5 separate regions of the Mus musculus genome follow, and regions 1, 2, 4 and 5 are each linked to region 3. The links are chromatin contacts, called in public HiChIP or PLAC-seq and promoter capture Hi-C maps. All regions are on one chromosome and are shown on one strand. The core of a region is the stretch at or near the end of the contact, and the rest is flanking DNA. Distances in the headings are between cores, read along the strand shown.

Region 1 (5,082 bases), core at 859-3,358, 270 kb before region 3:
TACAAGTTGGGAGTGAGAATACACATGGTATACAGGTGGGTTGTGAGCACAGGACAGCATCCCAAATGATGGCCTTTCTGATGCTAAAGAGCAATTAAAGCCTCCTCCATCTGTTTGGCCTGTGAAGTTGTCTGTCTTGTCCTACTTGGGGAATGCAGGCTGGATCCTGGGCTGGCCTCTGCCCCCTGCCTGTCACCACCCACAGCCACTGTGCACTCGCCCTGTCGGTGACACTGTCCTCCAGAGCCTGGTGGGCAGAATAGAGTGGCCACCTGCAAAGTATGTCCCCAAGGAACACTGTATGAGAGGTCCTCCCGGGAGCATGGGCCTGGCCACCCAGAGGCCCAGTCTCGGAACCAGACCCATCTGCCTACTGAAAACCTCATGAGACCTGCCTGACCACTTCCTGTCCATAGCATGACTTAAAGAGGCCCATGGCCTTAGCCTTGCTGGGTATCAGACACACAGGGCTGCAGGGTCCAGGCAGCTCCCAGGTCCAGGTTGTTGTGTGTCCTTGACTAATCATGTGACTCTTGCAGCTTCATTTTTGCATCTCTGTGTGTAAAATCCTGACAGTGATTCCAGGCTGGCTGGCTCACATGGTGGGCCATCACAACATTACAGGGAAGCCCACACTCAGTAATGTGGTCTTGGATGCCAGTTGAATAACTCAGGCCTAGGTAGCAGACATCTGCAGATCACTCCTGCTGTGGGTCTGTAGTAGGTAGCTCTCAAGGTGCATATGCAAAGAGAGAGCCATAGGATGCTTTTACAAGAGCCCACCTAGGTACACTGTGCTGTTTTCACGACTGGCAGGGGCCATGGCAGGCCATCCTGACGTGGCTCTCTCATATCCACATCTGGCAATCCACTTTGTTTGTCACGTGTTTCTGAGATGTAGCCATGCAACTTCCTTTGGTGAAAAGATGATCAGAGAAGTTTGCTCTGCCCTCAGCATCCTGCTCTGTGCACGGCCCAGACTCTGCATCCCTGGGTTACATCTCCTCCAGCTGAGACCCTGACAGCTGCAGAGGGCAGAGCTCTGCTGACCACTTAGGGTTGGCCAGCAGCCTGGCCAGTGAGAAGGCAAACATGACCTATCTCAAGGCACCAGGAGCTGGGGTGGGACTGCTCTGGCTAGTATGTGTACAGGCCTTTTGTAAAACTTTCCTAGGCTGGCCCTGAAACCCAAAGACACCCACAAAGGCATAGGGGCAAAATGGGAGAGCTTGGGGGCAAGCCAGCTTATGGGCAGAATACACCTGCCAGTCCTATAGGCTGCCCTTCAGGGTCCCTGCTTAGCCTCCTTCCACAGAAAGCCTGGGTGGATAGCCAAGTTGGAGAAGCTAGAAGCCAGGGTTGACAAGCAAGGCTCTGAGGCTCTGGCTTTTGCTATAGACTTGCAGTCAAGGACCACTGACACTAGCCCCCTTCCCCCTCCCCCCCACTCCCGGGCCATTACCCCATAAGGAGGTCAGTCTTAGTGGCCTGGGCCTGTAGTGGAAGGACAGGAGGGAAGGGAACAACCTCTCTAGGCACTCAAGGGACCCAACCCTGAGAAGTCTGTGTCTTTTTGGACGGTGAGTTTTGTCATCCCCCGCCCCCAAATTCGATAACCCTTTGAAAAGAGGAATTTAAAGGGAGGGAGGGAGAGGGTCCCGGAAACTCAGGGAGGCGCGCAGCAGCTCCTTTGTTCCCACCAGGCGGGGGAGGGGTGGTATCCCGCTCGCCAGATGGCCGCGCCTGGACACTGAGCGGACTCCGGAGGCCGCCACACGCGCCCGTCAGTGTTCCCTATCCTGCCTACTGCTCCCGTCCCTGCCCGCATCCTGGTCTCCAAGGTGGCCACAGAGGGTGGGAGTCCGAGAAAGCTGGGCCACGATGACCGGTAGTAACCCCGCCTGAGGCGCCCTCCGCCAGGGTCAACGACCGCGCTTGCGCGGGGGCCCGCGAAGTGCTTTGCCGCTGTTGCCGGCCCATCACCCTATTGCCTAGCAACGCCCACCCGCGCGCCGCCATTGGGCCACCGAGAACGGCCTCGGTGTCCAATTGGTTTCGATGTGGAGCAGGCCACGCCCCTCGGTTCCGCGCGCGCTACGATCGCGGCGTGGAATCGCAGCGACACGGACCTGTCCCCCCGCGTGGCCCTGGTGTCCTCCTCAGTGCAGAGTTTCCAGTGTGACCAAGCACGCCCGACCCACACTGCGCGCGCACAGTGCACACCTGGCACCGGCCGCGAGGGGGTGGGGGTGGGAGGACAGAGATGAGGGCGTCGGGATGAGCCCCGCGTGGCCCGCGCGAGGCCGGGGGCGGGGACGGAAGCAGGCGGGGGCTGCGCGTTCCTTGTGCTCCAGCGCGCGCCCGTGCAGGGTCCCGGCTGGGGGCGGCGCGCGCGGGCATCACCCCACCGGCGGCGGCGCGCCGGGTCCCGGGGCGCAGCCCCGACGCTCATTGGCCTGGGCGGCGCAGCCAAGCTGTCAGCCCATGTGGCGTGGCCGCGCGGGGATGGCCGCGGTTTAAATAGCGCCGGCGCGGCCTAGAGGGAGCCAGAGAGACGGCAGCGGCGTCCCGTCCAGTTCGCCTGCCGCGCTCCTCGCTTGTCGTCTGCCTCCAGAGCCCAGACAGGTACGCCGCTGCGTTCGGGGTTCCGGGGCGGCAGGCCGGTGTCGGGATGCCACGGCTCCAGTGGAAGGATAGGCGGGCGCCCATCCTCGGCACCCCTGCGCTCACAAAAGCGCCGCCGCGCCCCTCCGACAGCCAGCCACCGGGCTGAGCTCCGCGATCAGGCCGAGAGGGGCGCGGGAGGGGTGTGCGGAGAGCCAGCGCGGCGGGCCGCTGTCACGTGGGCGCCGCGCCAACCGGGTGCAGGAGTCTGGGCGCCTCGTGGATGGGGCCGGGGCCTTCACTCGCACTGGGCGGCTTTGGCAGGGCGCAGGAGGCCGCGGTGGTACCCGGGCTTCAGCTTGGAGAAGGCAGATGCGGGTCTGGGTGCGCACGAGGCCCCAGGGGCCTCAGCGGAAGTCATCAGACCATCCAGGCCTCACCGGCTGGGTGGCACGGAAGCCTTCTCGTTGGACTACGGTTGCAAGGCCTGAACTGCCCTGGGCAAGTGCCTTAGGGACAGGAGGATCTAGCAGATCCTTCTGCTGCCTCGGCCAGGTTACAAAGTGTTCGACCAGATGGCGAGAGGCTTCACCTTTCCCCTAACCGCACCAAGCTGAGAGTAGTATTCCAGGTCGGACCTTGCTGAAAGGGTCCATTGGCAGGGGATCGGTTTGCCTCAGCCCTGCTAGGCCTGGGCACTCACTAGTTGTCGGGCCTGTTCCCTCTGGGTCCTAACCAAGCCTGGCGTCCTGGCTGGCACTGAACGGCAGTCAGTCTCCACCCTCTTCGTGAAAGGGAAGCGCGCTGGCTTCCCCGTGGCTTAAGGTGAGAGTGCCCCAGACCCTGTTTCTTGAAGCCCCACTTCTGTTTGCAAGTTCCTGATTTGACTAGCCTGGGATGGAGCATCCAGTAGGCAACTGGAGATCCTATGGTCCCAGGTAGCTCTGGCAAAACATGGTAGGGTCAGGCCAGGTCAAGTGTCTACCCTGGAAGGGCTGACAATCTCAGAAGTAGCTATCAGTGCAAGGAGACCTAAGCACTCAGCTCATCCGTTGTTTACAGCTGAGTTCTGCTAGTTTCCACTGGGGGCTTTCTGAGCCCTTGCTCTCAGAAAGTCTTGAGGTGTGCTACCTGTGGATTTAGGTGGCTGTAGCTGGGAATGACTGTGAGAGACCCACCATGCTATCTTCCCCCACAGAGAAGAGCCATGGAGGAGGTGGTGATAGCCGGTATGTCGGGGAAGTTGCCCGAGTCAGAGAACCTACAGGAGTTCTGGGCCAACCTCATTGGTGGTGTGGACATGGTCACAGATGATGACAGGAGATGGAAGGCTGGTGAGTGTCCCCTCGGGATCATGCAGCAGGATGGTCTGAGAGTTTATGACCAAGGCACTTCTGGAGACAGGGAACTCCCTGTAGAGCTAGCTGTGAGGTTGAGAACCGGTCAGAATGAAAAGGGACAGGTGACTTGGTTGATCCCTCGTGGAGGACACCAAAGGTGGATCATAGAAGGGGGCTGGCCCTTTGGATATCTCATCTGCAGCCTGTGCCCTGAGCTGGCAGATGGTGTCTAAGATGACTCTCACACCCAATGGGCTCTAACAGAGCCACAGAGCAGCTCTACCTGATGGACAGGTGTGAGTCAGCATTGGGCTGGCCTGGCCAGCCTGGGAGCAGGCAGAGGGTCTCCCAGTCGCCAGCCTCACCTCCTACAGGGTTGGCTCTGGGTCACCCACATGTGGCTGTTTTGGGACTCCTCACTAGCAGTGAGTCTGGGTCACTCTCTGGGAGCCTGGCTTCAGAGGCTGTGATGTTCCTCAGGGCTCTATGGATTACCCAAGCGGTCTGGAAAGCTGAAGGATCTCTCCAAGTTCGACGCCTCCTTTTTTGGGGTCCACCCCAAGCAGGCACACACAATGGACCCCCAGCTTCGGCTGCTGTTGGAAGTCAGCTATGAAGCAATTGTGGATGGAGGTGGGTTGTTGGGGAATTCCTACCCTTTTTAGAACATACTGTAATGAGGGCTGGGGACATAGTTCAGTGGTAGCGCAACTTGTCTAGTGTGTGCAAGAACCTGGACTTCATTCCTGGTACTGTTAAAAGGAAAAGGAGATGCAACAATAATATCTTTTTGGCTCTTGAGACATCAAGGGCTCAGAGACAGGCCTGGCATGGGTCTCTCTAGCTATGTCCCCAATCCTGATACAGGGCCGGTGGCTCAGGAGGCGGGGGCCCTGAGCAGGGCACAGTTTCACAACCGCACACTAGAAGTGTCCCAGGCGCGCCCTGTTACCCTAGTTTCCTCACTCCCCAATGTCTGGTTGTTCTTGGGCTGAGGGCGGGGCTTACAGCAGGTAGCTCTGCAGGGGCTCAGCCTCGAGCTTTGGCAACAACCCTGTCCCACTGGCTGTCTCTTATTCTGGATCCTACTGCTTGGGACATGGATGTGCCCCCAGGGATAGAAGGCCCTATAGTGGGC
Region 2 (4,663 bases), core at 349-2,848, 400 kb after region 3:
CACCAGAAGAGGGCATCCGATCTCATTACAGATGGTTGTGAGCCACCATGTGGTTGCTGGGAATTGAACTCAGGATCTCTGGAAGAGCAGTCAGTGTATCTCTCCAGCCCTGAGCAGCCCCTTCTTAGGGATGAACATCAGATACATGAATATGGAAACACAGAAACGGGTCAGATAGATTGTGGACAATGACTTCACTTACAAACGATGAATACAGACACTTAGTATTTTGGTTTTTTCTTTTTAAAGATTTATTTATTTAATGTATATGAGTACACAGTTGCTGTCTTCAGACACACCAGAAGAGGGCATTGGATCCCATTATGATGTGGTTGCTGGGAACTGAACTCAGGACTTCTGGAAGAGCAGTCAGTGCTCTTAACCACTGAGCCATCTCTCCAACCCTATTCTGGCTTTGTATTCAATTACTCCTTTTTTTTTTTTTTTGTTCGAGACAGGGTTTCTCCACGTAGCCATGGCTGTCCTGGAACTCACTTATGTAGACCAGGCTGTCCTCAAACTCAAGAGAGCTGCTTGTCTCTGCCTCCTGAACGCTGGGATTAATGGCTCATGCCACCAATTGCTCTTTCTAGCTTTTCCTTTCTCTCTCTCTCTCTCTCTCTCTCTCTCTCTCTCTCTCTCTCTCTCTCTCTCTCATCTCTAGAAGCTGCTCTGCCTGATGCTGGAAGAATTTGTCCCTTGTCTGAGATCTTGCATGGGCCTCAAATTGTTTTCTAGGAGAGCCTCTTTAGGCAGCTTGAAGTTCCTCCTTGCATGCACAGCTCTGGCCTCCTGGAATCATTGTGGGGTCTTTCTTGGACCTCAGGTCCCTAGGCCTTCATTCACCACAGACACCACCATAAAGAACACTGCCAGGTGCCAGTAATCCACTTAGGTGTTGGAGCGTTCTCTTTTCTCTAGTCTCTTTAATGTCCATTACTCCAGGAAGAATTCTCATTAGTCCTTCCAGTACAGAAGCCACCATCTCTTGAAATCCTAGATTTCCCTAGTCTCTCCTTTTTACCTTTCCTCTGGTTTTCTTTCATATTAGGGCAGTAGACCATTTTCACCCACTTAGCGTATCAAACAGACACATCTCCATGCTCCCTCCTCCAGGCTGTTGTGACTTTGCTGAGTCTCTGAACCTCCCGGTGTCCCGATGATTTTTATCTGTAAAACGTTAAGTGCTAATTTTGTCCCAATAAGTTGGCATTCAGTCTAGACAGGTCCTCCAATTGTGACCCAAAATCCTTCCTGTGCGCAAGGACCTGAAAATTAACCCTCAAGAGCCCACTCCTCACCTGAAAGGTAGTCCTTCTCTTTCTCTCCTGTTGTTCCACTAGAGGTTGTACCCAGCAAATGACTCTTCTACCAGCGGCCACAGTCACTAGTCTAAGCCTGGAACCCCTAACCCAGATTGTAGCCCCGCCCTGATTCAGACCCCGCCCCACGTCCCGCCGTCCCTCCCCCCACATACTTCTTATTGGCCAGAGTTACGCCTAGCTCCGCCTCTGGGCCCACCCAAACCACGCCTCCTCGGGCATACACACCTACTTCTAGTTGGCTGGCGTCCCGCCTCATCCCGCCCTTTGATACCGTCACTTCCTGGTAGAGTAGGCTCCGAAGGCGGAAGTTTGGGTGCCGGAGGCAGCGAAGCGGAGCTGAGGTGTTGCTAGCGTTGCCTGCGGCGCTTCCGGGTTCCCGCTTCACTCTGGGGAGGCGGAGGCGGGAACCTGGAACCATGGCTATGAGGCTGCTGCGGAGCCTGGCAGGGTCTGGAGGCTGACCTCGCGACGCCTGTCCGCGGCCCCCCCTGCTTCAGGTTTAGGGTTATCTAGGGTCGCTCTGTCCTGGTCCCTAGACCCTCAAAATGACGGCCGCCTCCACCTCCAAGTGGGGGCTGATCACGAACGTGGTGAACAGCATCGTGGGCGTCAGCGTGCTCACCATGCCTTTCTGCTTCAAGCAGGTGAGTCGAGGGCGCGGGGGCATCAGGTTGAAGTGCTCGTTTGGTGGGAAGGGGGTGTGAGCACCGCGGGTCGGGAAGAGACCCAAGCAACGTCCCCGAAGCGAGTCGCGGTCCGGATCTGCGCGCTCAGCGGTTGCTCACACTGTACGGAAAGGCACAGAGAAGGATACGTTAGCGGATTGATAGTGGTTTTGTTGGTCCTGTTTTTGACTCTGACCGACTGCATGGCACGGAAGCATGCCGGTCCTCGGCTTCGGCTACTCACCTTTACTCAAGGCGATTTAAAGCATTCGTTTGGTCTGATCTGTATCATGTGTCACCGCAGTTGGAAAAGCCGGCATACAAAAAAGTTTGGTGTTATTTCTGTGTTGAATGCCACATGAAAAGATGGTCATTTCTACGTGGCTTTGTTGTGTCTGCCAGTGAGTTGCGGAAGCAGATGGAAACGTCAAATTGGGTAATGACTCTCTTAACAAAGGGAGTGGCGGGGTTCCCCGTCGCTCATCCATGCCACGCGGGCTGCTGTCCTGTTCTATTGAAACAGTGGGTTATCAAGGCAGAGACCACTCCTCCTATCTGATGACTCCCAGGAGATGAGGTGGAAGATTAATCCGGGATAGACATTTGGAAGTGAAAATGGGTTGTTGATAATTTAATAGTAGACTAACAACTACTTCGTGTGTTTTGTCGTTCACATCCCAGGCTAAAAATAGAAAACAAGTTTTTTTAATCAATGAGTTTTTGATCCTCAACAACCTATCCTGATTGAGACTGTATCTAGGGTTCCCGGGTAGGGTATTTGATATGGTTAATAGATGTAGACAGGAGGACAGAGCTAGATCCTCTGGGGTGACATCTGTGTTGTGAACCCCAGTGTTGAGTTGTTGGGGGATGGTTTTGGGTGTCTTTGGAGTGCCTACGTGTCCCAGTGTCCATGGAAACTGTCTGTCAGCAGAATTGCATCCTGGGACTTGAGTGTTGGCTGGTTTCGAATCTCCAAGTGAACTCTGTCATCCTTGCTGCCTGTCTGTGAAGTGTGACTGACCCTTTACTGGGGTCTGTCATAGCTGACTGGGAAATTAGCTGTTTGGGCTCAGGTGGTTGAGCAGTCTCTTGTGGAGCCTGGCTGTGCACAGGTGCTAGGCCTCTACCAGAGCAAACGGAGATGATGAGCCCAGTGAAGATCTGCTTGGGGAGAGCTTGGAACCCAGTGCAAGAGAGACCAGAAACAGTCAAACTGTGCCTAAAACCTGTCAGTTCCTATCACTAGATTGTTATCTCCTCCGGAGCCTTGGGGCAAAGCCATGAGTCCAGCAGAGTGGGGAATGTCTTAGTGTTTAGGGGGAGCTAAAAAAAAAAACCAAAAAAAAAACAAACCTTTGGGTTTAGAGCTAGTTTGTTTAGTGATTCCGGCAATTAAAAAGGAGAAACATTTTATTGTATTTAGTGTGTGGAAAACTGCATATATTTTAAATGCACACTTGATGAATTTTCATGAGGTAAAGGAACATATGTACCTTACTGTACACTTGAGGAATTCCATAATGCTGGCACACTTACCAGTTAGTTGTTCCCACCCACCAGAAGACGACTACCTGTTGCTCGACTGTGCCAGAGGTTGGATGTGGCTTGGTTTGACTTGGAGGAGGTGGGGTCATGGTGTGTGGGAGTCAACTTGTGGTTGATAATGCTATGTTCTGGATAGACCTGTGTTTCTCTGGGGGCACACACAGATCCTGCCCTGGGTGTGTGTGTGTGTGTGTGTGTGTGTGTGTGTGTGTGTGTGTGCCTGCCAGCACAGGTGTTAGATGCACAAGTGCATCATGTCCTCTGCAGTGTTTGGCAGGACCATTCTGGTGAGAGTTTGTTAAGCTTTGTTTGTTTACTTATTTTGAGCAGTTTTAGCTTTAACTGAGTAGAAAGCACAGGCGGCCCCCATATCCCGCTTCTCAACTCCCCATTTCGGTAACACACTGTTCTGGTGTGGTAGAGCTAATATTTTGTTTTGTTTGTTTATTTATTTCAGTGCTGAAGTTCTAATTCCAGGCAAACATTCTACTGCTGAACCACATCCTCAAACTACTGTGTCTTTTTATTTTATTTTATTTTATTTTATTTTATTTTATTTTATTTTATTTTATTTATTTATTTATTTATTTAGAGACACTCTCACTATATAGCCTTGGCTGGCCTGGAACTCACTATGTAGACCAGACCAGGATGGTCTTGAGCCCACAGAGATGCACCTGCCTTTGTCTTCCTAGTTCTAGGATCAAAGCCTGAGTACTGTCTTGCCTGGTGCAAACCACTGATGCCTTAATTGTCATAGTAATTGAGGGACAGTTTATACATAACAAAACGTAGCTGTTTTCCGGGTGTGGTCCTTTGGGTTTTGATGTGTGTATACAGTCTATGGCTACTGTGGTCAGGACATGGAAGAACTTTGTTATCCCCAAAAGTCACCTCTGCCCCTCTGTGATCAACAGCTGTCCCTCCCTCAGTCCTCTGCCTTGTGGCCTGGCCCAGCTACAGTCTTTCTTAAGCATTCTGTGCCTGGCAGCACGCAGAAAGCTGTCTTCATGGCCCTCCTTCTCTGCTGCACGGGGCAGTTGTGACGTTGATCATTAATAAACTTCTTTGCATGAATGGACTAGACTTGATTTTCTAGTCACCTCTGAAGGCCACTGAACTTTT
Region 3 (4,598 bases), core at 316-2,815:
TAGTGACAGGTGTGCTGAAAGATGAGCCACTAAACATGATCCTGTGCTCAGGGAGCGCGGAGCAGCTCAGTTTCAGCCCCTCGCGTCTGCAAGCATGACTGCGTGGCTTTATATAGCCTCGCAAGCCCTTTATAAGCTGGAATCGAGGTTCTGTCGAGCAGGAGAGCTTACACAGATCTGGTCTGGTAGGGACACTTTCTCACTCATACCCACAGAGATAGCCCACCTCAATCCCAGGATGCCCAGCCGAACGGTCCGCTATGCTCGCTACAGCCCCCGACAGCGGAGGCGGCGGATGTTGGCCGATCGGAGCGTGCGCTTCCCTAACGATGTTCTCTTCTTGGACCACATTCGACAAGGCGACCTGGAGCAGGTGGGACGCTTTATCCGGGCTCGGAAAGTCTCCCTAGACACTATCCATCCCTCAGGTGAGTAGATAACTGAGAGTCTGGCCTTCTGTCCATAAGGAGGCAGGGGAGATCCTCTTCTGAGGGTTACAGCTTTGACCCTGTGTTCCCACCCTGCCCAGGACTGGCTGCTCTGCATGAAGCTGTGCTCTCTGGAAACCTAGAGTGTGTGAAGTTGCTAGTCAAATACGGGGCTGACATTCACCAGCGGGATGAGACAGGCTGGACACCACTGCACATCGCTTGCAGTGATGGGTACCCTGACATAGCCAGGTGAGACTATGGAATGTGGTTCAGAGGTTTCATCCTAATCTCTCCAGGTGGACCCCCCCAAAATATGGCTCTGAGGATGTAGGCATCAACTCAGGGATTCTGGCAGTTTCTACCCGATTGCAACATTAGAGCAAGCCGGAAAATCTGGCCACAGCTTCCAAGGGGTCAGGTTTCTTCCTCCTCACTCTGCCTGGAAAAAACAAACAGGTGACCCCAATATTCTAGCCTTTTGGCCCCGGAGTGGGCTGAGTAGGCTTTAACCACCTGCCCTTCACACCTCAGGTATCTCATCTCTTTGGGGGCAGACAGAGATGCAGCCAATGATGATGGCGATCTGCCCTCCGACCTTATTGACCCGGACTTCAAAGACTTGGTGGAACTCTTCAAAGGAACCAGCATGGACTGAGCCAGGAGAGCCCTTTGGGGCTTGCGCCTCCTTGGAGAAGTGGCAAGCACCTTGCCCCAAGGACTAGAGTGCCCACTGGATGTGCAGTGAGGCAGCCAGGCTGGTTAGGACTTGTGGGGAACGACCCTCTTGCCCCTATACCCATTTCTCTGGCCTGGCTTTTTCTCCAGGTTTGTTTGTTTTTTAATGGTGATACTTTTTACTTTTTCAATAAACATAATTCCCAAGCTGTGATGATGACTTGATTAGCGCAGTCCAGTACAAAACCATCGCCAGGTACGCGGGGGCTCGCTGGCAGCGCAGGGCCGGGGAAATGCGTGTCCGGGGCCGGTGCGCCGATGTTCTTGTTCAGAGATGCCCGGCAACCCCTCCCTTCCCCCGACACCCACCCGTGTTTCCGGGACGACCTCGCGCGCCTCCGACCTCGCCGCACTCCGTTCGCCAGCGATCACGTGGCCCGCGCCGTTTGCGCCTGCGCGCCGCGTCACTTCCGGCCGGCCCACTGGAAGCGGCGGCGGCGGCGGCAGCGGCGGCGGCGAGGAGGGCGAGGTGAGGAAGGCGCGGCGCGGAGGCACGGCGGGGCGGGGCGCTGCAGGCTCCGTGGGACCTTGGCCGCCCCGCCCCGCCCCGCCCTGGTGTCGCTGGGTCGCCTGGCCTGAGCGGGGAGAGACAAGGCCGGTGTCTCCACGGAGTGCGGACGTGGCGGCCGCCCCCCCACCTCCCCGGGAACCGACGCCCGCGGTCCCGGGGCAGCCTCTGAGGGCGCTCCCTGCTTTTGAGCTGCGCAGGCCAGCCTCCCCAAACCGCGCCGGTGTCCTTGCCGGCTACCTGCCCTGCCCACATCCCAGTTGTCCTGATGCAGTGGCTCTGCGCAAGCCCGGGGCCTGTCTGTGGGCAAGCTGGACATGCTGGTGGCCGGAAGTATCGTACCCTGTTGACAAAAGCAGCCCAGATCCTGGGGTGGTCGTCCGAGATAAAATGGTCTTCCCTCTGGACGCCATGTTTCAAACACAGGGCAGGCTCAAGCAAAGGCCCCCAGTGAGTTGAGATCAGCTGGTGGATTTCTGGGGAGTGTCCAGGACGTTTAGACAGCGATGTGACAGGAGTGCAACGAGAGCCAGGTCCTTCAGGAGAAGGAGTCTGGGTTTGGGTCCATTTAGGGAATATCTAATAGTTTGCTAGTCCCGGGAAAGAATAGGATACACGTTCTAGGTCTGATGACCTGCCACTGTCATCTGGAAGCAGGCCCGAGCTGTCACAGCACTGTGGCTCCTGCTTGGCTGGTCAGTCGCTATAAGCCTCACAATTTGAAGCAGGGAGTGGTGGCACACACCTGTCATGCCAACTCTTTGTGTGGTGGAATCAGAAGGATCAGAAATGTAAGACTAGCCAGGGCTACATGAGACCTTTTTTCTAAAAGGGGTGGGAAGAGGAAAGAAGGAAACAACAACATTTGGATAGTAGACGTTTCAGAAGAACAGAGTGACCAGCCATTGCACCATTGATTGTAGTGAGGGACCACTCGCATTGTCACTGTGGTGGGTAGCAAAGTGTGACCATTTAGCATCATGTGCCTGGCATATTGGATGTATTTAGAAGAGTTGATGTGGTCCTGGATCTGTCCCCCTACCCTGCCTTCCAAAGCCCTGGGTCCTATAGAAGTGGAGAGTTCTATAGAGAATAAACCCATTCCGGATCTCTCCCAGTAGAGGGGCTGTGAGCAGACCCACACGGGTGTCACTGGGAAGCAGCATTTCAGAGAGTTTAGGAACCTGATGTAGGATGCAGACAGGAGCTGAGGCAAACTCAGAGATAATGAGCACCCAGCACCCTAGCCAGTTTCTGCAGCCTTGAAGGCCCTGGAGTGTGTCGGGGCTGGGAGTCATTCAGATCAGCTCTCAGGTGACAGCTGTGACATCCTCTGCAATAGGACTGTGAGATGCCTTCTTCCTGGCCTGCTGTGATAGGACCATGAACAGTGTATAAAGTTCCCAGCACAGGGATTCCCTCTGTCCTCCCTTGCCAAGGCTCTGCTGTGGCCTTTGTGATTCTTGGTCCTTGGACATTTCTGGGTCTCCACCTCGTTTTAAGTATTAACTGATTCCACATTTACCATATACTCAGTGGTTAGTTGTTAGTTTTAACTGGGATAATGTATAAAATGTAGAATGGCTTTGTCATGTCCATTATCATGTTGACTGAAGAGCTGGAGGTCCTTTGTTTGAGGTATGGGCTTCATACAGCCATGCTTCAATCTTCATTGAAGCAGGAGGACCTGGCAACTCTCTGGTGGTAGCCACTTCATATTCATATTCAAACTCTTGTCTGGAGGACACAGAGGAGATGGAGGACCTCTGGCCTGGGGGGAAGTGGGCACCTGGACAGGTTAAAAAAAAATCTGTTAGATTTCAAAGGGCAGCTGTAGAGAGAGTGAGGTGGAAGAAAACCTTGGTCTGCCCCTAGGCAGGACCATGTTTACTCGTCATCCCTGTGTGCAGAGGGCCAAAATGCCTGCAGAGGGAGATGGGATGTGGCTCTGTGTAGAGGCAGAAATGACTTCATAGTCTGCAAAGGAAGCTGGGAAGTGTAGTCTTTGAACAGGAAACTGTCAAGTTTACTGCTGACTATTATGGGGGCCTGAGGATACTAGCTGGTGACACACAAGAAACACGAAACAAGAGCTCTATGACAGTGCACAGCTCAACTGGTTTCCACTGGAAGTGGTGGAAATGTGTCAAGAAACTGTGTGTGTCTGCTGTGTAGCCAGTGGAAGCAGGGATGGGCAGGGCCACAGCTAGCCCATGGATATGTCACTGAGGGTCATCAGATCTAAGGTACTGTCATTGTTAGCTGTGTCTTAAGAGTTCACTAAGCCAGGTGGTGGTTGCACATGCCTTTAATCCCAGCACTTGAGAAGCAGAGGCAGGCGGATTTCTGAGTTCGAGGCCAGCCTGGTCTACTGAGTGAAACCCTGTCTCGAAAAACCAAAAAAAAAAAAAAAAAAAGAGTTCACTAAACAAAAACAAAAATGCTCGCGCTCTCTCTCAAACACACACATTCTCTCTTTCTCTCTCTCTCTCTCTCTCTCTCTTTCTCTCTCTCTCTCACACACACACACACATACACACACAGAGCCTTAACTTAGCTACTCAGTAGGGTGATGGAGGGTTGCAAGTCCAAGGCCTTCTTAGTCAACAGGAAGTTCAAAGGCAACCTGGGTATCAGACCTTATCTGAAAAGTAAAGGGTGAGATTATACTTCAGGTAGTACATTTGCCTAGCATGCATGAGGCCCTAGATTCATGGGGGAAAAAGTCCTGCTAGGTTTTGATGTTAGGGACTGTTGGGACTATTTCAAAGATACAGGTAAAAGGTATTGTAGAGTTGTGCCAGGCATGGTAGTGCATACCTGTAATCCCAGCACTTGAGGGGGAGAAGGAGAGTAGGGGATGCCACATTGCAAAATCAGGAGGATCAAGGGTTCATGGCTGGCCTTGACTACAGAGTGATTTT
Region 4 (4,641 bases), core at 1,818-4,317, 490 kb before region 3:
GTCTCTGGGCCTGTCCCCAACTCGAAGCCACTACCAAAACACTGTCTGTCTGTCTGTCTGTCTGTCTCTCTCTCTCTCTGTATGTCAGCTTTTAACGAGAAAGTTTCTCTGTATAGCCCTGGCTGTCCTGGAACTCACTCTATAGACTAGGCTGACCTCAATTCAGAGATCCATCTTCTTCTGCCTCCCAAGTGCTGGGATTAAAGGTGTGCACCACAGCCTGGCAGTGGTGGCACACGCCTTTAATCCCAGCATTTGGGAGGCAGAGGCAGGCAGATTTCTGAGTTCGAGGCCAGGCTGGTCTACAAAGTGAGTTCCAGGACAGCCAGGGCTATACAGAGAAACCCTGTCCAAAAAAAAAAAAAAAAAAAGTGTGCACCACCGATGCCTGGCTAGAGTCTTTTCCATAGCATTTTTTTTTCTGCTTCTATAACTTTGGAGAGGAGCCTCCTGAATCTTACAACTTTCTGAGCTTCCTGCTTAGCTTCCAGAGACTTCTAAACCTCCCTCCACCACACTCAGGGAGGGAAAGTTTCATTCATTTAGGTTCTGAGAAATAGCCATGCAATGTTTTGCTCAAGGACACTGGACACGTCTATGATGGAACCTGTGTGTGGCCATGCATTCACACGCACAGCAAAATTCAGAGAAAAGGAGCCCACAGAGCAAAGCCGCACATTAGAGTGAAGCCACAGTAAATAAGAGACAGACTTACCCAGCACTGCTGGAAAGTCAGCTGCTGCTAAAAAGAAAAAAAAAAAAAAGTGCAACCCCTGAAAGCCCCAGGCTTTACTCCTCACATCACTTGACCTTCAGGGTCCACTGCCTCTGCCATTTATAGGCGGTGGTACACATCTTTAAATCCCAGCACTTGGAAGGCAGAGGCAGGGGGGTGTCTCTGATCTACATAGGGAGTTTTATTCCAGCCAGGATGATCCAGTGAGACTGTGGGGAGAGAAAGGGAGAAAGGGGGAAGGGGTAGAGGAGGAGGAGGGAGGAGAGGGAGAGAGAGCACACAACTGGGCATCGTGCCTTCAGCTGAATCACTCATCTCAGAGCCTCTCCACACCCTAATCCTCTGCAGTGTCTGCAAGGGCCACACCACGCCAGCTTTTCTTCAGGAGACTTCATGACTCAGTAATAAACTCTGGTGACCCAGCTGTCGTTGGGCTCTCACCACAAGGGGGCAGAGTTGACCTGCCTTACAGGGAGCCCTAAGGAACAAAGAATTTCTGGAGCTTGCTCTCCCCAGGGACCTCTCTACAGATCCTCACCCTCCCTCATCTCCATCTCCACCCTCTGTTTCTCTTGGACCCATATCGTGTCTTATTGTAATCCAAACTTGGGTGAGTTTGCCTCCTACATACTCCATAACCCAGTCTTCAGATAAGCATCTGTGATTCTGATCATTAAACGAGAACAGTAAACCAAGGAAACAGTCAACTTCTGGAAGATATGATTGTTAGAAACAAACCCACAGAATATCATTTGAGCCTGGCTGATGGTGCATGCTTTTAGTCCCAGCATTTGGGAGGCAGAGGCAGGTGAGTCTCAGAGTTTGATGCCAACCTGGTCTACAGAGTGAGTTCCAGGATAGCCTGGGCTACACAGAGAAACCTTATCTCACAAAACAGCAACAACAACAAAAACCACTCGAGCTGAGACCTGAAAATGAAGCCCCGAGCTAAAGACGCTGCCTGGTGAGCTGGAGAGATGGCCCAGTGGAGAAGACCCTGCCTGATGACAGTGGCCTCCAGAGTCACAACCACAGTGCATCTGATGCTACCGCCCAGCACCCAGATGCACAGAGTCTGTGCCTCTTCAATCAAAATAAATGCACTGGGGTTTGGGTCATCACCTCCTCCTGGAGCCCTGGAGCCCTTAGGCACAGCCCATAGGGCCCTGTGTGTCTATGATCTCTGAAACTTGAGGCATGGTGCCCCAAACAGTCAAAAGTGTCGATGCACGAAGACCACATCAAGGTCAGCCCTGCAGAGGTGGCAGCACTCCAGTCCATGTGCCCCTGGTGTGGCCACGGGCATCCTAGGAAGGAGACTAGGTCTAGGTCTTTGACTGTTCTTACTTCCCTGTAAAGTCTGTCTTTCCATGAACTTCTCCCCTGGGGGCTAGGTGCTGATTTCTTTACTGCCCACCTGACCCAGCTCCCCTCGTATTTCTCTCCAATATTCTCAGGCTGCACAGTTCCATACCTGCTGTCCCTGTGTTACCACAGGTGACCTGTCCCTCCCCAACCCTTTGTTCCTAAAATCTTCCAACTTTGACCTTCCTTTACCTGAGTCCCTCTCCCATGTGCCCTCAAGTACCCCGCATGGCACCCCTGTCTACACCATAGCATTCCAAACCCACCTACAGGGGGAGCATCTTCCCCCTTAGAGTAGGACCCCGGAGGAACTGCTTTGAGTCCCTATGTGACACTGTACACACACACACACACAAACTCACCCCTCAGTGTGACACACTGGCTCTGGTACCAGCAATAAAACTCATGGTTGACAAGAGTCCTAGCTCTCCCCCAACCTGGGAACCAGACACAGGGCCCTCGGTTTTGTCCCAGAAGGCAGATTGCTATTGAAGGGGCTCCTAGCCGCCCTTTGGCCTAGCAGATCTGGCTCAATCATGCTTCTAAGGAAGGATCACCCAGGCCGCCAAGGCAACCACAGCCAAGGCTACTGGGTATGCTGTGTCAGGCTGAAACCCCAGTGTGTCCAGACAACAGGTGAGACCACAGACCTGAACACATCCCAGCAGAAAATGACACAAAAGACCAGAGGAAACTTCAACTCCCTCCCGGCCTCTAAACCTTTAAGTCCCTCTAATTTTTCTTCCAGGTTACAGGACTAGTTCTTATTTCTTCTTCCTCTTGACGTCTCCTGTGGAGACTCTTGGTTAAAGATGATAAAGATGTGGGCCAGCCAACCAGCCAGGGAGGACAGTTGGGGTCAGGTGGCTTCCTCCACCTGGCTTGTTGTGTTCCCTGCCCACCAAGCTCCACCTTCATCTTCAGGAAGCCCTCCCTCGGAGCTTCACCACCAATCGCATTGAACTGCCACACCCCTGTTTCTTCCTCTCAGGGTTTTTGGTGTGAACTTTCACAGTGCTCAGTAATGTGTTGTAGCCAGAGTGGCTGATTTGGCTCAGATCACCTGGATTTGGGCGTCATGACTCAGCAGGCAGTGCTGGCTTTGCTGCTTACACTGGCCGGAATCCTGCCTGGCCCCCTGGATGCCCAAGGTAAGCATCCCTGTAGCAGGGCTCCCAGAGAGCATCTCACACACCCACCTGGGGAAGGGTTGGCCCTGACTTGACTTCCCCAAGTCTTAGTCTTAGACCTGGAATAGTCCCAGCTCCGTGGAAAAGCAGAGACTTGAAAGCTTTAGTTTACAGGACTAACATCTACCCTTGGTGCTTGTGAGAACTGTGTTCTTCAGTTCCCTTTCAGAGCAGCTGTCTGTGGGAAGTCTTGTGGTAAGGTGTAAAAGATCTACAATAAGATTATGGGAGGCTCAGGCTCCCAGGCACAATTCTTGTGCAAAACCAGCATAGTGTTCATTCTGTGAGATGCTGAGGTTTGTACTCAGTCTTGCCTACAGGAAAGTGGGTGGTGTGGGTGCCAGGCACGGCAAACGGGGCTGGAATCTGAAAGAGTGAGTATCCCATGAACAAGTCAACATGTGCCCCTTGCGCAGAGCCACAGGCTCTGGATGCCTAGAAATGATGGGGGGAAGGAGGGTGATGAAGAAACCAGCATCGGAAAGAGTAGGCAAAGAGGAGATAGGACTATGGCTGTCTGGGAGTGACTGACTCACTTAAAAGAGAAAGAAAGAGTACAGCCAGGGTGGGGAGTAGTCAAAAGGGAAGTCCTTGTGTTGAGATGCAACAAAGTTGCCAAGTTCCTATAGCATTTCTGCAGAGAGGGGTGTGATGGAGGAGGCATCTCACAGGAATACAAAATGGGAGAAAGAAACCTGGAGGTGTAGAGAGTGCAGCCCCTGTGCACAGCAAAATGAGACAGCATGTGTGAGCATGCGGGTGCGGGTGCTGTGAGAGATGCTCAAGAGTGTGCAAGGACATACATGAATGTAGGATCTGTGGAGCCTCTGAGATACGTGTTAGCGTGTTTGAGTCACCGTGTGCTGTGCGCCAGCTTGGTGCTAACTGGCTGGTTCTTCACAGACGTACACCAGTCCCCCCGACTCACGATTGCCTCTGAGGGGGATTCTGTCAACATCACCTGCTCTACAAGAGGGCACCTGGAAGGGATCTTAATGAAGAAGATCTGGCCTCAGGCTTACAATGTGATTTACTTTGAAGACCGGCAGGAGCCCACAGTAGACAGGACCTTCTCAGGCCGAATTAATTTCTCTGGTTCCCAGAAGAACCTGACCATCACCATAAGCTCCCTCCAGCTGGCAGACACTGGAGACTACACCTGCGAGGCTGTCAGGAAAGTCAGTGCCCGTGGCTTGTTCACCACGGTTGTGGTGAAAGGTAAGGATGTGCCCATCTGACTGTTGGCCAGGCCAGGAGCCCACTGGCTGCTAGAGACCTTCTTTGCACTTGTTGGAGCTGTCTGCTCAGAGCCCATTTCTTCCTGGAAACCTCCTAATGGTGCCCACACCT
Region 5 (4,810 bases), core at 2,253-4,752, 350 kb before region 3:
CTTGTGATAAGTGTATTTAACAAAGTTAACCTATTGCCTTCACTTTTTGTTTTTCTGAGACAAAGCCTCATTTGTGCAAACCTGGCCCAGAACTTGTTCTATGACCTTGGATAGCCTCGGATTTATAATCCGTGTGCCTCCACCTCCCAAGTGTTGGGACTGCAAGCATGTGTCACTATAGCTCCCCCCCCCACCCCCCCGCCCCTGGACTTATTTTTCCTGCCTCAACTTCCTAAGTGCTGCTGGGGTTATAGGTATGTAGCACTGGCATCAGGATACGGCAAATGCAGTTTCATCTGTCCGTCTGCAGTGCTCGTCCCATTTGGATCCAGGTGCCACTCCTGCCCCAGTCTCCCAGCAGCCTTCAGTCGGCACTGCCTGTCAGTTTGCTAACTCTAGGAGCAACACACAAATTGGAATCTTCTGGCACTTGCCCTTATATGTCTGGCCTGTCACAGAGAGACTCAAGTTCTCAAGGGTCATCCACATTCATAGGATGACATTTTCTTTTAAACTGTGACTGTGTCAAAATATACACCTCTGGACCTCCAGAAGCCATGGAGGCCTTCTTTGCCAGCTAGCCCAGCATAGTCAGTGAGCCGTAGGTCCCAGGGAGAGCCTTATCTCAAGGCAGATGGCCACTGAGGATCTCGACCCAGGGTTGACCTCTGACCTGTGCAATGCACCCACACCACACATGTCCTCCTTCACACTCTTGCACATGCATACACACAAGAATACCATGCCTAACAAGAGTTAACTATTTTAGTATTGAGCTATGGAGGGCAGTGGCTTGTTAAGTCAAACTTTGTGTCTTTAAGGCTGATATCCCAGTGTGAACAGGCCACAGTCTTTTATCTGCTCTGTACACATGGGTGTTTCTCCTCTGTTCTTAAGAATGACTCTGCTTTAGTGCAGGTAGCAGACGTCCTTTATAGATGTTGCTTTCAATTCTCTAGTGGACATGAACAGAGGTGGAAATTCAAACCATACAGCTCTGGGTTTAACTGGGTTTTTTTTGTTTGTTTGTTTTTGTTTTGCTTTGTTTTTGAGACATGGCTGCCCTGTGTAGCCTGAGGTGGCTTGGAAGCCTCTATTCTCCCACCTCAGCCTACCCAGTGCTGGAATTACAGGTGTGCTCCAGGACACTGGCTCCTTCCCAATATTTAATTCAAGCCAGAGTGTTTGGACAACCTGCTCTGCTTGTGCCTCGTGTCAAGAACTGTGGGCACTGGAGAGGTATAGCACTGGGTGTGCGGCGCTGAGCCCCATCCTGGGCAGTGAGGAAATACACAGGGACGCAGTGTTCAAAGGAACACTGAAGTCGGGTATTTGCTAACATTCCCAGGCTTAGATGAGGGTATTTTATCTTTTTTTTTTTTTTTTAGATTTATTTATTTATTATATGTAAGTACACTGTAGCTGTCTTCAGACACACCAGAAGAGGGAGTCAGATCTCGTTAGGGATGGTTGTGAGCCACCATGTGGTTGCTGGGATTTGAACTCAGGACCTTTGGAAGAACAGTCAGGTGCTCTTACCTGCTGAGCCATCTCACCAGCCCCTCTTTTTTTTTTTTTTTTAAAGATTTGTTTATTTTATGTATATGAGTACACTGTAGCTGTCTTCAGACACACCAGAAGAGGGCACCAGATCCCATTACAGATGGTTGTGAGCCACCATGTAGTTGCTGGGATTTGAACTCAGGACCTCTGGAAGAGCAGTCAGTGATCTTAACCACTGAGCCATCTCTCCAGCCCCCACTCCCCACCCCTTTTTTTTAAGCAGACAAATTGCTACCCAAATTACACTTCTACTATGGGGAGAAGTAGTTCTTAGACCTGTGTAGTATCAGGAAATTAAAGCTTATTCTACATGGGCTAGATAACTCAGTGCTTAAGAGTGATGGCTACTCCTCCAAGGGTCCGAGTTCAGTCCTCGGAACACACATGCAGACAAAATACCACAGACATAAAGTAAAAATAAAACTAGCAATTGTACTTTGAGAAGCTTGGTGGTACTGCTTTGTTAAGTCCAGTGTGCTCTGGTTTATTTTGTAAGAAACCCAAGCAGCTCACCATAGTGAGCCAACGATGCCCAGCTGTGCTGTGGCTGCCTCGAGGAACGAATGCTGGCTCATTGCTGTTCCTTTGCAGTGGCAGGGCCCTACAGAGCCTGGCTGCTTCCTGCCTCCTCTTGAAGCCTTAAACTAAATGACTTTGTGTTTTGACAGGGTCTCACTCTGTATAGTCCTGGCTAGCTTGGAACTCATAATCCTCCAGCCTTAGCTTCCTGGAATTATAGTGTGTCACATCCAGGCCAGCCTGGTCTACAAAGTGAGTTCCAGGACAGCCAGGGCTACACAGAGAAACCCTGTCTCAAAAAAACCAAAAAAAAAAGGGGGGGGGGGGTTACTACTACAGACAGGGCATTTCCCTGACAGTAGAAAACAGGGCAGGGTGACATGTATCTGTAATCTCAGAGCTCTTAAGGTGAGGCCAGCCTAGGCTGCTAACTGAAACCCCATCTCAAAAGAACATGTTCAGAAAACCCAAATTTGAATCTCTCTTCTTACTTGTGGGGAGTTTGGTGACCAGTCCACCTCTGTCCAGCATGTGCTGGCATTCTGTGACAACCTCAGTGCTCAGTGCTTGCCCTCTCGGTGGGTTTGCACACATGTATGATTAGGATAAAGACACAGGTTTGCTAGTGGCATGTCTGCTCCACTTGGAGCAGTCAGAGTCTACTGGTCTTCACTGTAAGACGGCAGTAGTCATACTGGCAGCTAAGTCAGGCCACGTGTTGGGGAAAGGAGGTAGAATGTGAAGGAGGCCACAGTGGACACAGGTCACTGGACCAGGTGTTTCTGTGCTGACCCTGGGAATGCCGGCCTGGGAAGCAGCCTGGTGAGAAGTGTTGCTGAGGGCATTTCCAGGAGCATTTCCTCAGTACCAGACACCGGCTCAGAAGGCAGAGTCAGGTGGGCTTGCCCAAAGTGACTGAAAGTGGCTGCCTCGTGTGTCCTGTTTTCAGTACTCCCAGAGCGTGTGAGATGTGGCACAGTGGCTCTCCATGCTGTTCCAGGGCAGGTTTGAGACTCAACACCTGGCTCTTGATTCAGGGCAGCTACTCACCTTCTGCTTGTCATGCCCACACGGGACAGCCCATCAGCACAGAGCCCCAGAAGGTCTGTTCCCAGGGGTGTGGTCTTTGGTGCACCGTGTGACAAAGGCAGGTTTTCCGTGAGCAGGGATGGTCTTGGTTAGATGGCCTCTCCTGAAAGTGTCACTTGATGTGTGTTTTTTGGGAAAGCTTGCGTGTTTGGGCGGTTTGCCCAGCAACACTTGACTGTCAAGCTAATGTGTGGCCTCTAGAGTCTTCTTGAAGTGTGTTAGGTGCTGGACTGGGCACAGTGAAAGATGCAGAGGTGACTCACCAGCAGCACTTCCTCAGTCCCACAGGCTGTGTGTACAGATCACCTTTCCCCCTTGCGTAATTTGGCCCTTTATAGTCAATTAGTTAACAGTAGCTTGGCTGGCTGCTGGATGTTTCTTCCTGAGTAGAACCATGGTCTTAAATTAGGCAATGGTTTGCCTTCTAATGTGGCTTTTTGAGAGGGCTGGCCAACTGTGTGTGTGCTCCTCTGGGTCTGTATGGGAGCACGAGAGAGAACAGGAGACGCTCACTGCACTCCCAAACTCTTCCCGTGCAGATTTCGTGAAGATGCGGCAGCTCTGAAAGCTGCCTGGGACGCCCAGATCACGCAGATGTCCAAGGAGACTGTCTCCAAAGACTTTCAGATTCACACGCTGCAGGAAGAAGAGATGAAGCTCAAGGCACAGGTGGCCAGATTCCAACAGGACATAGACAGGTACCATTCCCAAGGCAGTCACCCATGCTGAGTGTTTCCTGCAGACAAGAACCATTACAGGTCCTCAGGATTGAAACCACATCAAACAAACTTGGCCCTGCATTCCCTGGGGGAGGAATGGTCAATGGTTTGAAAGCAGATCGTGGTGGTAGTAAGGACAGCAAACATCCAAGCCCAGAGGGCATGTCCAGAGACTTTGGGATGAGGAGATCAAGGAGAGCAGCCAAGGGCTGGTGTGGTGGCGAGCAATGTCCACCTTCCTCTGCCATCAGCTTGCAGAAGCAGACAGAGTACCATGATTTCAAGGCCAACCTGATCCCCATAACACTGCAGGACATCCATCTCTACATGGAGAGACCCTATCTCAAGGGAAAGAAAAAAGAAAGAAAGAAAGAAAGAAAGAAAGAAAGAGAGAGAGAGAGAGAAAGAGAGAGAAAGAAAGAAAGAAAGAAAGAAAGAAAGAAAGAAAGAAAGAAAGAAAGCAAGCAAGCAAACAAAACCCACCATGCTTGTCTCTCCTGTTGATTGTAGTAACTTACACTTGGTGAAAGCAAGGGCCTGTTCTTACAGTGTCATCAAGTCAGACGATGTAATCCAGATGGACACACACATCCACACCCTCCACTCTGTCTCATCCAGACCCCTCAGCTCTGTGGCCAGCCCTGACCACCCTGGGGAAGGGCCTTTGTGGACTGGACTTCTGAATGGCGGCCATAATATGGCTTTTGATCCTAGCTTCTTTGGATTTATCACTGGTTTGTGTTTGTTTGTTTGTTTTGTTTTGTTTGTTTGTTTTTAAGATTTATTTATTTATTATATGTAAGTACACTGTAGCTGTCTTCAGACACTCCAGAAGAGGGCACCAGATCCCATTACAGATGGTTGTGAGCCACCATGTGGTTGCTGGGACTTGAACACTGGACCTTTGGAAGAGCAGTCGG

The links. Promoter capture Hi-C pulls out the DNA fragments that hold promoters and counts their contacts. HiChIP or PLAC-seq counts read pairs in DNA pulled down with a chosen protein or histone mark.
Region 1: a contact with region 3 is called in an H3K4me3 HiChIP or PLAC-seq map of the SCID.adh cell line, with 18 read pairs. The contact joins the promoter of Fasn here to the promoter of Mcrip1 in region 3. A contact is called at or near these places in 13 of 39 promoter capture datasets (the 3T3-L1 cell line, the C10 cell line, cranial neural crest and 7 more), 1 of 15 datasets of contacts at CTCF or cohesin (the NIH/3T3 cell line), 6 of 484 Hi-C or Micro-C datasets (CD4 T cells, CD8 T cells, embryonic stem cells and 2 more), 13 of 115 datasets of contacts at active chromatin or transcription factors (the SCID.adh cell line, T-cell acute lymphoblastic leukemia, acute myeloid leukemia and 7 more) and 3 of 9 other capture datasets (adipose tissue, liver and pancreatic islet).
Region 2: a contact with region 3 is called in an HNF4G HiChIP or PLAC-seq map of pancreatic cancer cells. The contact joins the promoter of Slc38a10 here to the promoter of Mcrip1 in region 3. A contact is called at or near these places in 1 of 39 promoter capture datasets (hippocampal neurons), 1 of 484 Hi-C or Micro-C datasets (embryonic stem cells) and 1 of 115 datasets of contacts at active chromatin or transcription factors (pancreatic cancer cells).
Region 4: a promoter capture Hi-C map of fetal liver shows a contact between it and region 3, with 2.4 times the contacts expected there. The contact joins the promoter of Cd7 here to the promoter of Mcrip1 in region 3. A contact is called at or near these places in 7 of 39 promoter capture datasets (the SN4741 cell line, cranial neural crest, embryonic stem cells and 4 more), 3 of 484 Hi-C or Micro-C datasets (all in embryonic stem cells), 2 of 115 datasets of contacts at active chromatin or transcription factors (embryonic forebrain and pancreatic cancer cells) and 1 of 9 other capture datasets (embryonic stem cells).
Region 5: a contact with region 3 is called in a FOXA1 HiChIP or PLAC-seq map of pancreatic cancer cells. The contact joins the enhancer-like site here to the promoter of Mcrip1 in region 3. A contact is called at or near these places in 4 of 39 promoter capture datasets (cranial neural crest, embryonic stem cells, pre-B cells and 1 more), 1 of 115 datasets of contacts at active chromatin or transcription factors (pancreatic cancer cells) and 2 of 9 other capture datasets (adipose tissue and liver).

What each region holds. Positions count from the first base shown.
Region 1 is chr11:120,821,573-120,826,654 of GRCm38.p6, reverse strand. Fasn (fatty acid synthase) reads left to right here and starts at 2,108. Exons shown (of 43, transcript NM_007988.3): 1 at 2,108-2,625; 2 at 3,803-3,938; 3 at 4,425-4,577. The coding sequence starts at 3,812. Ccdc57 (coiled-coil domain containing 57) reads left to right here. Exons shown (of 19, transcript NM_027745.1): 19 at 1-113.
Region 2 is chr11:120,148,286-120,152,948 of GRCm38.p6, reverse strand. Slc38a10 (solute carrier family 38, member 10) reads left to right here and starts at 1,598. Exons shown (of 17, transcript NM_024249.5): 1 at 1,598-1,969. The coding sequence starts at 1,871. Gm11769 (a long non-coding RNA gene) reads right to left here and starts at 2,542. Exons shown (of 3, transcript XR_389232.4): 1 at 2,235-2,542; 2 at 1,551-2,111; 3 at 228-1,170.
Region 3 is chr11:120,546,694-120,551,291 of GRCm38.p6, reverse strand. It overlaps Mcrip1 (MAPK regulated corepressor interacting protein 1), which reads left to right and starts at 1,565. Exons shown (of 5, transcript NM_001033231.4): 1 at 1,565-1,635. It overlaps Ppp1r27 (protein phosphatase 1, regulatory subunit 27), which reads left to right and starts at 160. Exons shown (of 3, transcript NM_026814.3): 1 at 160-428; 2 at 530-680; 3 at 963-1,317. The coding sequence starts at 239. The coding sequence ends at 1,086.
Region 4 is chr11:121,037,904-121,042,544 of GRCm38.p6, reverse strand. It overlaps Cd7 (CD7 antigen), which reads left to right and starts at 3,067. Exons shown (of 4, transcript NM_009854.2): 1 at 3,067-3,252; 2 at 4,195-4,509. The coding sequence starts at 3,180. The region is part of intron 1 of Gm11775 (a long non-coding RNA gene); the gene reads right to left.
Region 5 is chr11:120,896,868-120,901,677 of GRCm38.p6, reverse strand. It overlaps Ccdc57 (coiled-coil domain containing 57), which reads left to right. Exons shown (of 19, transcript NM_027745.1): 8 at 3,711-3,869. Among named protein-coding and RNA genes, the nearest start is that of A430102A20Rik, 34 kb to the left of the region's middle. Within about 2 kb of position 3,502, at least 36 of the 459 cell types and tissues checked have an H3K27ac peak or open chromatin away from gene starts, as enhancers often do. A contact at or near this core is called in liver and pancreatic cancer cells, where this site is marked.